4 separate regions of the Mus musculus genome follow, and regions 2, 3 and 4 are each linked to region 1. A link is a contact called in public HiCAR-type, Micro-C and promoter capture Hi-C data. All regions are on one chromosome and are shown on one strand. Each heading gives the region's core, a stretch centred on a gene start, on an enhancer-like site or on the middle of the called end of the contact. The rest is flanking DNA. Distances are from core to core; before and after follow the strand shown.

What was found. Promoter capture Hi-C pulls out the DNA fragments that hold promoters and counts their contacts. Hi-C and Micro-C count contacts between places; a contact is called where the count stands out from the background. HiCAR-type assays count read pairs that join an accessible place to other places.
Region 2: a HiCAR-type map of astrocytes shows a contact between it and region 1, with 6 times the contacts expected there. The contact joins the promoter of Prxl2a here to the promoter of Nrg3 in region 1. A contact is called at or near these places in 16 of 39 promoter capture datasets (the 3T3-L1 cell line, HPC-7-derived erythroid cells, cranial neural crest and 9 more), 1 of 484 Hi-C or Micro-C datasets (embryonic stem cells) and 5 of 115 datasets of contacts at active chromatin or transcription factors (astrocytes, embryonic forebrain, embryonic stem cells and 2 more).
Region 3: a Micro-C map of embryonic stem cells shows a contact between it and region 1, with 3 times the contacts expected there. The contact joins the promoter of Tspan14 here to the promoter of Nrg3 in region 1. A contact is called at or near these places in 5 of 39 promoter capture datasets (cranial neural crest, embryonic stem cells, frontonasal cranial neural crest and 2 more), 3 of 484 Hi-C or Micro-C datasets (cerebral cortex, cortical neurons and embryonic stem cells), 11 of 115 datasets of contacts at active chromatin or transcription factors (astrocytes, differentiating embryonic stem cells, embryonic forebrain and 7 more) and 2 of 9 other capture datasets (embryonic tail and embryonic trunk).
Region 4: a contact with region 1 is called in a promoter capture Hi-C map of hippocampal neurons, with 2.9 times the contacts expected there. The contact joins the enhancer-like site here to the promoter of Nrg3 in region 1. A contact is called at or near these places in 7 of 39 promoter capture datasets (the 3T3-L1 cell line, the C10 cell line, cranial neural crest and 4 more) and 2 of 115 datasets of contacts at active chromatin or transcription factors (forebrain and stem cell-derived neural progenitor cells).

Annotation. Positions count from the first base shown.
Region 1 is chr14:39,471,742-39,474,442 of GRCm38.p6, forward strand. Nrg3 (neuregulin 3) reads right to left here and starts at 1,347. Exons shown (of 10, transcript NM_008734.3): 1 at 231-1,347. The coding sequence starts at 1,059. It overlaps LOC432842 (a long non-coding RNA gene), which reads left to right and starts at 688. Exons shown (of 1, transcript NR_131973.1): 1 at 688-2,701.
Region 2 is chr14:41,012,449-41,015,149 of GRCm38.p6, forward strand. Prxl2a (peroxiredoxin like 2A) reads right to left here and starts at 1,385. Exons shown (of 6, transcript NM_027464.4): 1 at 1,250-1,385.
Region 3 is chr14:40,965,512-40,968,212 of GRCm38.p6, forward strand. It overlaps Tspan14 (tetraspanin 14), which reads right to left and starts at 1,385. Exons shown (of 9, transcript NM_145928.2): 1 at 1,265-1,385.
Region 4 is chr14:40,767,876-40,770,576 of GRCm38.p6, forward strand. No RefSeq gene overlaps it. Among named protein-coding and RNA genes, the nearest start is that of Sh2d4b, 120 kb to the right of the region's middle. Within about 2 kb of position 1,321, at least 3 of the 459 cell types and tissues checked have an H3K27ac peak or open chromatin away from gene starts, as enhancers often do. A contact at or near this core is called in hippocampal neurons, where this site is marked.

The DNA of each region.
Region 1 (2,701 bases), core at 97-2,596:
CACTGAAGTATGAACCCTAGCTCAGAGATATCCTTAGTTCGCCTGATGCCCCTATTCCGCACACAGGCACAGCATAGACCCGCACCTTTGGCCCCCTTGAGGCTAGTTTTAATCATAGCCTCACACTCTGCCCCAAACGTGCATGGGGAAGTGACAACCAGCAGAAAGGAAAGCTGGAGAGCAGAAAAAAACTTGGCAGTGAAGCACGGCATGGCCAGGCGTCTACTTACGAAATTTGGGGCTGGTGCTAGTTTCTGGGGTGGTGGTAGTGGAGGAGGTGGAAGAGGGTGAGGAGGAAGAGGCGGCAGCAGCATCCTGAAAGGGTGACAGGGTCCAGGAGGGAGTGGAATCGTGGAGGTAGGAGGAGGTAGCATACGCCGCAGTGGGCCAGGAAGGCATCGCCTGCGTACTGGGGGCTCCTGGCATCGGGGGTCGGGAGCCGGGCGTGCTGCTACTGAAGAAAGGGGCCGTGGTGGACAGGACCGTCGGAGGGGCAGCAGTGTTCCGTGCTGTGGTAGAGCGCGGGCTAGCCCGGATGGGAACCCGGTGCCCAGGGAAGCGGGTGGGTGCCCGTGTGATGGTGGTCAAGCGGGTGCTAATCCGGTTAGGCGTCCTGGAAGAAGCGGCGCCGCCGGCAGAGGGGGTGGCGGGGGACGTGGTAGAAGTGGTTGTTGTGGTGGTTTCCATAGCCTTGGGGAAAGAGCTGGGCTTGGAGAGGAAGAAGGGGTCCTGGCCCATTCCCTTGGAGTCCACCAGGTCCGTGGGCACGTACTCCTTGACGGAGCCTACCACGATCCATTTAAGCAGCATGAGGCTGAGCCCCAGGCCGATGAAGCCGATGAACAGAGGCACCACGCACAACCACGTCTGCTGCCGGTTCCACACGATGCAGTCGCTACAGCGTAACTCCCGGGGAGGTTCGGCCGCCCCTTCTCCGCCGCCGTCCGGGCCCCCGCCCGCCGCCGCCGCCGCCGCAGCCGCCGCGGTGCCCTCCTCGGCTGAGGCGGCGGCTGCCGAAGCGGCACCAGGTGGCGAGGCACCGGCCGCCCCTTCACTCATCCTAGGAGCCGATCTTCACCTTCGCCCCCCCGAGGGCCGCGCCAGAGGCATGGGGCCGCGCGGGCCGGGCGCGGGCGCGGGCGCGGGCTCCGGCGGCGGCGGGCTCCGGCTCAGGCAGCGGCCGCGGCGGCCGCATGCAAATCGGCTCCCTGCCCCCACGCCCCTCCCCCCGAGAGGCGGGCGGCGGGCGGGGAGGAGAGGACGGGGGAGGGGACGCGGGCCGGGGAGGGGGCGGCGAGGCGCTCGGTAGAGGGGCGAGACCGGCCCGGGCGCCGCCGGCCGGTCAGGGAGCGGCGGGGCGAGTCTGCAGCCCGCCTAGGTGCCTCCTGCGCGACGGGGTCCCTCGGCTGCCGGTGGTGCTGATGCTGCCGCTGATGCTGATGCTGATGCTGCCTTGGATGCTGATGCTGATGCTGCCGCTGGTGCTGATGCTGCCCGCCGCCTGTGTGCGCTCCAGCCTCGCCGGCATCCTCGGTGCGCCGCGCCCGGCCCGCTCCCTGGGGCGTCCGGCCGCACCGCCGCTGTCCCCACCTCAAATCCTCACGTCACCCTCAGGGGCCCCGGCGAGCAGTAGCTGGATGCTGGGCGCCGACAAGCCGCATTCCGACACAGGGGGCCAACCTAGCAGCCCCTCGCCCAGCCCGTACGCAGCGTTGCACGGTGGTTACTCGGCGAGCCTGGGCGATGAGGTGCACCTGTTCTTCAGCCGGCCCGCAGCCAACCCTCGGTCAACGCTCTCCGGGAGAAACCAATCCTAGAGCAGCGCGGAGGGCGAGCGACCGGGCTCGCCTCGCTCCCGCCGCCCGCGGCTCTGCGCCGCTACTGCCGCCGCCACCGTGAGTCAAACTCCAGCAAGCTACCCCGCCGCTCAGGAGCGGGGTACCCCGGGGCGCACCCCGACCAGCACGCAGAGGATACCAAACAGCTCCGGTGACGCTGCCTGGCCGACCCGGGCTAGCAAAAATGGGAGATAGCGACAGGGGTCCCGGACGTCGTGACCGCTGCTCCAAGCGTTTTCTTGCACTCAACCAGGCGGCTTCGGGTGTATGTGTGTGTGTGTTTGTGTGTAGAGTCGCCGCGGACAGGGTGGGATTCGGGCAGAGTTGCGCCTCCCACCAACACCTAATGGTGCTGTCTTACTGTGTGCTAGATAAATAAATGATCCAAGCGGACCCCCGTTGGAGAAGTACGGCACTAGGAGCTCTGTGGAGCAGCCGTGAACAGGTCTCTGGTGTGGATCCTGCGGGGTCAGACACTGAAGCTGCTGGGAGAATGCGCACGGGCGTGTTAGGTGGGAGGGCGCCTCTGAGCTCCCCTGCCCCGCCGCGGTGCGGCTGGACAGAGAACCACCTTTGCTTTGGAGTTGCTGAGAGCTGCTGCTGAAGCAGACGACCTTTCTGTGATCAGATCTCGAAGCCATTAACTTACCTTTTAAAAAGTATTATCTTTAAATGTAGGTACGCCCTGGGAAACAAGGCGAGAGGCGAAGATGAGAAAAGATGCTGGCTAGTCTCTTAAATTTCATAGCCGGTTTCTTCCTTTTGGTAGAGGGAGATCAGAGTATTTCCAATCTCGGGTACACTGTGGTACCTCCCTGAGGACCAGGTATAGCACAGACAGGAAACGGGCAAGAGCCAGGGCT
Region 2 (2,701 bases), core at 135-2,634, 1.5 Mb after region 1:
GAAATTCAAAGCTACCCTGAACTACATAAGGCCCACCCCCTCAAGAAGAAAAGGGGAAAGAGGTGGGGTAGAGTGCTTTGTACCCCTTCAGGGACAACACAAAGGGTCTCAGGTAAATGCCATCCCTTATAAGGAAGGACACCAAGGAAAGGTCGGACGAGAAGAACCAAGTTGCATGAGCCTGGACCAGCCATGTTTCACATTAGCAAAATGGGAACAATTTCCTAATCACCTTCTACAGAGATGAATCACTGAAGATGCTATAAGCTCTTTGCAAAGACTGCCAGAGATGTTAAATTCTTACTTATTTCTGGATTACTCATTGATCACCCCAAATATTTGAAACAAAGGATTTTCTGATGAGTATCTTGTGAGGACCCAGATTCTATTAGCAGGGCTCCATGACAAGCAGGAGGATTTCTGGGTTTGGGGCCAGCCTGGTCTACAGAATGAGTTCCAGGATAGCCAGAGGTACACAGAGAAACCCTGTCTCGAAACAAAACATCCAATGAGTATTTTCTTTTCACATAAATCATTTACCAAGTTCCAAGACAAGAAATGTTGAAGTAAAAATAAAACCAAAAATCTAGGTAACAGGGCTGTGAAAACATTGGAGGCACGGTGGCAGCGAGACTCGGATTGTCACCTTCCCATGCAAACCCTGCCAGGTTGGACCTTAACTTTGCTCTCCCTTGGGCCATTTTCACCAACTCCAACAACCTAACAATTCGGAGGATGGGCTGTCCTGGAGCTCTGATTATCTCATTACCACACCTCAGCAGCGGTTTGAAATTTACAACGGAGCTTTCTAAGGCAAAGGTTTGTAACCCTTAGAAGAGAAGGAGGAGCAGGTATCTCAGAGACTTCCTCACAGGACACCCCAATACCGAAACTGGATAGCCACGGCCACCCCTGGCAGCCTTCAGCCTAGCCCATGTTGGGTGGATGCCCCTTCCTGAGAGGTGGGCAAACGTTTTTGTTTTTTTTTTTTTTTCCTTCAGTTCTCTGTCCCAACAATTCAAACATCTGGGTGGGCAAGAGTTTTTCTGTCCTCTGTCCCAACGATTCAGACTGCTGGGTGCCGCCAGCGCCATTCCGGGACAGGGGTCTCTGGGCCCCAAGCGTGGAGTCTGTCCTGATCGCTGTGGTGGGCTGAGGGCACATCGGAGAGCGGTACCTGGAGAGGATCGGGTCACATCCTCTATCCAGCATCTAGTCTCCGCGGTCCCTGGCCTGCCTCGATCCTCACCTGCGCCCCAAGGACCCCGCCTCCGTGGACCTCACTGGCCCCTGAGCTGCGCCAGCGGACGCAGGTGCCTCCTCGGTTGTAGTGCAGTTTTGAGGGCGGGTGAGACTAAGGTCTCCCCGCGCCTGCGCAGCTCAGCGCCTACGCCACCACGCCACTTTCACGTGACAGACACGCCCCCGCAGCTCCAGACTGGGGACTGGGTAGAACTGGGTCGCCTTCGGGCACTTCTTTGCTCGCTGATTTCCACGGAGCTAGTTTGGAACTAGCGTGGCTTTGTGGGGTAGATGTCCCAGCGTCCATCTTCACCCCCAAATGCTGGTTATTAGAATGAAGAAAACCAGCTGAGAACTGGCTCTAAGGATAATACCAGCTCCTCTAGCTTCTTTGAGCAACCCTGTGACAGGCTTGTCTTAATACTCTAACGTGGTTGGTTGCTTAATGTAGCTCAGACTGGTCTGGAATTGTTCATCCTCCTGCCACAGTTCCCCAGGGGCTGGGATCACAGGCGTGCACCGCCATGCCTGGCTTTTACCCATTTTTCTCACTCCTGTAATAAGTGTTCATTACTGTCGTATCAAAGCTGTAGTCAAAAGAAACAGGATTAACTCACAGAATAGTTAAAGGTGGGGGAGTGGGAGACAGTCAGAAAGAGATCACAGAGCAGTTTGCAAAGAAGTATTACAGCAGCCAGACAGGCACGCTGGTCAGAAGTGGTCATCTGTCCTGTGTGCATTGGGGGTATCCACCTGTGTGGGACTTGACACCTGGCCAGAGGACTAGGCTGTCCTAGTACATCTTTACCTTCCCCTCATGTTTCTCACTGTAAGAAGCAAGACTCTTGCTATGTAATAACAAATTCAAGAGACTAAGGAGGGTAAGACAGTTTTTATTTTACTATCTTGTAGAACTGTGTGTTACCCTAGACAAAAAGTTAAAAGGGGGTGGGGTGGGGGATGGGGATGGAGACCCCGCCCTGCTTTCCTGTTATGTAGGTAGTCAGGAGCTGCCCTAATTAGGGTTATTATTGTTATGATGAAATACCACGAGCAAAAACCAATTGGAGAGGAAAGGGCTTATTTGGCTTACACTTCCACATCATAGCCCATCTCTGAAGGAAGTAGGGTAGGAACTCAAACAGGGCAGAAACCTGGCAACAGAGCTGATAAACAGACTGTGGAAGGGTGCTGCTTGGTGGCTTGCCTACATTCTGATTTTATGAAGGCGTTTTCTCAGTCCCTCCTCTCCAGACTCCAGCTTGTGTCAGGTTGACATAAAATTAGCTATTCCAGCAGTCAACTAACTTTCCACCCTATGGTAAACAGAGACAAATACGCGTTATCTGACAGCTGGGAAAGAGCAGAGTCCTTGTGCCTCCTGATAGATCGGAATGATGTACTTCTGATACTCAGAACCTGGAGCTAGGCTGGTAGGCAGCAAGCTGCAGGGAGCCTT
Region 3 (2,701 bases), core at 135-2,634, 1.5 Mb after region 1:
TAAAATACATCTAGTGACATAGGTTTCCACCTCAAGAGACTGAGAAGAATCATGAATTCAAGGCAACCCTGGGTTACACAAGACCCTGACACCAAAAAAAAAAAAAAAAAAAAAAAAAAAAAAAGACTTGGGGACAGCTAAGGGAGGAGCCAGAGAGCAGAAGTCTGGGCTTCATTCTAAGGGTTTTAGGGCCCAGGAGGAGTTTTGAGAGAAAGGGTGTCTCCAGCAACCTCTGAGCTGTTAGAATGTGGGGCCCCAGATTTCCTTTCATAAATAAGGAAGCACTCAGCAGGCACCAACTTCTACTCAGAAGCCAAGGGGCTGTGTGGAAACTGTCCCTTGACAGCCACAACTGTGTAGGATTTGGCAGGCAACTGACCTAAATCCACCAGTCCGTTGGGGTGACCACCTAGAGAGCTGAGATCACACCTGCTACAGGCTCCAGCCCAGCGTCCTGCACACGCTGCCCAACACATCTCGATGTCCCAGAACACCAGTGTCCTGATACAGTCACCGTGGCTCTGCAACCAGCTCCGGGCAGGCACTGGCTGAAGACACTGAGTTCTGAGGATTCTGACTGCCTCTCACTGGAGACCAAGTTTCAGTCCTCCAGACAGGAGTTTCAGTGGTTCAGGGGCCGAAGTCCCCAAATGTGCACTCTGCCCACCCTCTGCACTGCACGCCCGGGAGGGAAGGGAATACAGGAGCTCCAACCTAGGCTGAGCCAGAATCACAACTTGGCCAAACCTCGGGCTAGGTCAGGGGTCGGGCTCTGCTCCCAAACACAGCCTTTAGCGACTAGCACCGAGAAGCCAGGATCGCCACCTCCTTAAACTCTTGCCGGACAGCGTGGGACCCCGCGACAGCGTGCACATTCAGGGTGGGTGGGGGCTGGGCGACCGTCCCCTCATCCGGGACCGGAGCTGAATAAAGAGCCTTCCGCTGGGTTCGCAGGTGAGGACCGACAGAGCCCAGGCAGCAGCCGGGAGCAGACACACCTTCCGGGTAGCCCGCCGCGCCTCCCACTCGATACAGCGCCCCAGTTCGGCTCAGCGGGGTCCCGGCCGCGGCCTCCAGAGCTCGCGGGCGGTCTCAGCAGACAAAGCCCGCGCCACCCGCGGGGCCGCCCCCGCCAGCCAAGGGAGTCCAGGGGCCGAGCAGGAACGCGGGGAGCAGCCGCTGTCCCGAGAGGACGCTCACGAGGGCCGGCCCGAGACAATAAAGACAGGCCCGACGCTTCAGCGAGGCCACGCGTTCTACTTACCCGGGCGCGGCAGCAGCGGCGGCAGCACGGCCCGGTTGGCCGAGGAAGTTAGAGCAAGTTCAGCAGCTCCGAGCGGGAGGGCGCGACTCGGGCCGTCCGAGCGGCGGGGGCGGGGCGCGGAGGGGCGGGGCCGCGGCGAAAAAAGAGGCGCCGCTTCCTCGCACCGCTCAGCCGCCCAGTGCGTCTGGCGCACCCAAGCCCCGCCCCCGCTCTTTGCTCCTCCCCATGCAGGAACCGCCCCATCTTTCGCTCCTCCCCCCCACCCAGGCCTGGCTCTCACCGCTCGCTCCGCCCCACTGTGCTATCAGCCCACATCCCACCGCTGATTGCCCCTCCCACATTGATCACCACGCCTTCTCTACGCCCCGCCTGTGTTCCGCCCCCGGGTCGCCGTGCTCCACCCCCTACCGTGCACCCCGCCCTACAAATGGTCATCCATAGGTAATGAGGCGGATCGCTGACCCGCCCCTTTGTCCGGCTCTGGGCGGTGCCCCAAACGGGATTTACCCGGTTCCGCCCTCTCTGTGGCTCCCGGACGCTGGCGAAGTCGATCGCTTGTGGCCGCAGAGTTGAGCGCTCGGCCAAGTTACGCCGCGCAAATGCTCCTCTGGTATTAGCTCTTAACCCGGCGGGAGCCGAGCCAGGGAGAAATGCGAGTTACAAGATGCCTGTGTCAAGGGATGCTCGAGGTGGCTGAGAGGTGGAAGAAGATTGGTGAAATGGCTGGTTTTAAGATGGAAGGCATTCCTGCCCAGCCTTGGGAGCCAGTGTGTGCGGGTAGTTTTCTAGAAACGGTGGTTGAGATTTCTTTACAGCTGAGCCGTAAACACTCGCTCCTTCCAGTCTCGGTGCTAAAAATACCAAGCTTCCTTTGGATGTCCTGCTGAGATTTGCTCATCACCTTTATGCTGAGGAGATGGCTGGGCTGATTCTTGGAAGTGGAAGGTCACAGGACAGGCAGATAGATTTACAGTGCTGTCCACACTGCTGTGATAAAAAGGCCGATCTCGTCCCAGCCTAGATCTGCTTGTCAATAGAGCAAAGCATAACCTTGTCCTGCTTGGTAAACTCGTGTAGATTTGCGGGAGCTGAGGGACAGATCTGCTCCTCTTGGGCTATACAAAAGTGGCATAAGACTGGGGCTATGTTTTTAACACACGCAGCCAACAGGTTAAGTTCATTGTAAAGAGAAAAAGAAAATCTGGAAATAGAATGTACCTTTCTGCTGCTAGTTGTGGTTATTTAACAATGGGGATGTAGCCTGTTTCTAGAATATGCCAGATAGCTCAAGGACCTCTCTGGCAAGGAAACCTGTCCATATTGTCACCTCTAACTAACCAAAATGCATGATTGGGTGTCTGATGTGTGGGCACCAGGTCTTGAATTATCCTGGGGAGTGCAGCAGCCTGAAACCTCTCCCTCCACATAGTTACTGTT
Region 4 (2,701 bases), core at 71-2,570, 1.3 Mb after region 1:
CAGAGACTACCCCACCCAGGGGTCCATTCCATAATCAGCCACCAAACCCAGACACTATTGCATATGCCAGCAAGATTTTGCTGAAAGGACCCTGATATAGCTCTCTCTTGGGAGACTATGCCAGTGCCTGGCAAACACAGAAGTGGATGCTCACAGTCAGCTATTGGATGGAACACAGGGTCCCCAATGGAGGAGCTAGATAAAGTACCCAAGGAGCTGAAGGGGTCTGCAACCCTGTAGGAAGAACAACAATGTGAACTAACCAGTACCCGCAGAGCTTGTGTCTCTAGCTGCATTTGTAGCAGAAGACGACCTAGTAGGCCATCATTGGGAAGAGAGGCCCCCTGGTCTTCAAACTTTATATGCCCCAATGCCAGTGCCAAGAAGTGGGAGTGGGTGGGTAGGGGAGCAGGGCAGGGGGAGGGTATAGGGAACTTTCAGGATAGCATTCGAAATGTAAATAAAGAAAATATCTAATTAAAAAAAAAAGTGGAGCTGAACTTCCCAACCCTATAGTCATATGACTTGTTTCTGTGACAACTACTCTTTCCTGGAGCCATCAAGACCCATTAAGTGTCACCTCATTAGCATTAGTGATGTCTGACTGGGACTTACTATATTAAATATTTTTTTCACTCAAATTACTCAAATTATGGAATGGTATTGATTCTAAAAGCCTGTACTAAGAGGCCAGGGCAGAAACCAAAGATGTAGTTTCTGTTGCACTCATGCTATAGGGGGAGGGCAATTGAGATGGCTTAGAAGGTATAAGCGCTTTCCTTGAAAGCCTTGTGATCTGAGTACAAGCAACAATTAAGGCTGAGATCCCAGCGTTAAACCAACAGGAGTTCCTCCATGAGTCAGAGCATCCGGTGGGTCAGTTTGAGTTTAAATAGCTTGAAAAGAATGCTATGCCCCCTTGCTATAGGCACAAGTCATTCTCAGAAGTTAACTGCAAGTTCTTAACAAGAGCTGGGCAAGAGCCCCATGGGTCCTTGCCCAAGATCTCTTTTCCAGGTTCAGCTTCCAGGGCTCTGTATAAACTGAATAAAATATTGCCTCTTTTTATAAGAAAGCATCAAAATAAAATAGAATAGATGGCTTCTTAAAACCTTTCCAGTTCTAAGGAAAGTCCCTGAATTTCTCCATTAAATCTGCACAGCAAGACTCTTAAACTCCCATATCCTTTCTCCTGCAGACCCTTTGTTTTCAGCTCTCTGGAGTTCTGTTAGAAATGAACGAGCCTCCAGCTCACTTTCCACCCAGGCTGCATATGAAGCAAATGCTGATGCTTGGAAACCTGGGGTGGACTGTGGGGTACATGCCAAGCAGCCACACAGAGAAGCTACTTCAAAAGTAACAGATGTCATTTCTATCCACAGCCCCCACCCCATTCATCTGGCAAAGAGCGAAGAGAGGATTAGGAGGGAAGAGGATTTCATACAGTCAGGCAAAATTAATTAGCTGCAATTTCACTACTGAGCTGCCAGGTATTCACAGTACAATCACTCCAAACGCCTGCCTTTGTATAGCAGTAACACTGTTTCAATACCCCATTTCCCTCCTTGCATGGGCAAGCAGAAGATATCGTGCTTGGTTTAGAACCTTAAGATAGTCACTTTTGCACATTAGGAAACTCAACTGTTTCTGGTCCCATTTTTTTTCTCCTCTGACTCACCCTAGTCACTCTGGGGGCAGGGGGAGGTCCCCTCTCTGGGCTTGTTATCAGTGTGCCACTTGCCCTTGGAAGAGTCAGGCTTTTGGAAAAAACAGCTGAATCCACAAAGTGGCATGTGTTTTTCTAATTGATTTTTTTTCACCAGGGGCATTTGGATCAACCTTTGTGGATCTTTGTTTCCTCACCTACAAAACAGGAGTTGTGACATCTGCCTCAGAGACCCCCAAACGAAACATCATATAGGATTATTGAAGACACACTCTATACTCCTAACAGCCAGTTGGTCCCAGACAATGTATCATTAGCCAAAACCAATTAATTATCATGAACCTGAACTCTCGGGTTATTATGAGCTCCATATATGGTGTGTGCCTTGCACACTGTGGAAATATCGGGTTCTGCATTATCATTAGCAGCTATAGATATGGGTAAGATGTCCATCTCTACTGCCTGCAGCTGCCATTTGGAAAACAACCTTGACATTCCTCCTGTCTGCTGTTGGATCTTTACCAAAATATCAACAGAGACATTTATTTGCAATAGATTGTGGAAAGACCTACACAATCCTTTGAATGAGCTGTCAGGTTGACAAGGCAGTTTTCACATGAAACTAAACAGTTAAGAAAAAAATTAGGGCTGGAGAGATGGCTCAGTAGATAAGAGGACTGGCTCCTCTTTCAGAGGACCCAGGTTCAATTCCCAGCATTCACATGGCAGCTCACAACTGTCTGTAACTCCCGTTCCAGGGGATTCATCATCCTCACACAGACATTCATGTCAGCAAAATACCATTGCACATGCCAGACAGTGGTGGCACATGCCTTTAATCCCTGCACTCAGAAGGCAGAGGCAGGCAGATTTCTGAGTTCAAGGCCAGCCTGGTCTACAAAGTGAGTTCCAGGACAGCCAGGGCTATACAGAGAAACCCTGTCTCAAAAAACAGAAACCAAAACAAAAACAAAACAAAACAAAAAAACCACAAAACCAAAAAAAATAATTTTTCAAAAGAAAAAGAAAAAAAAA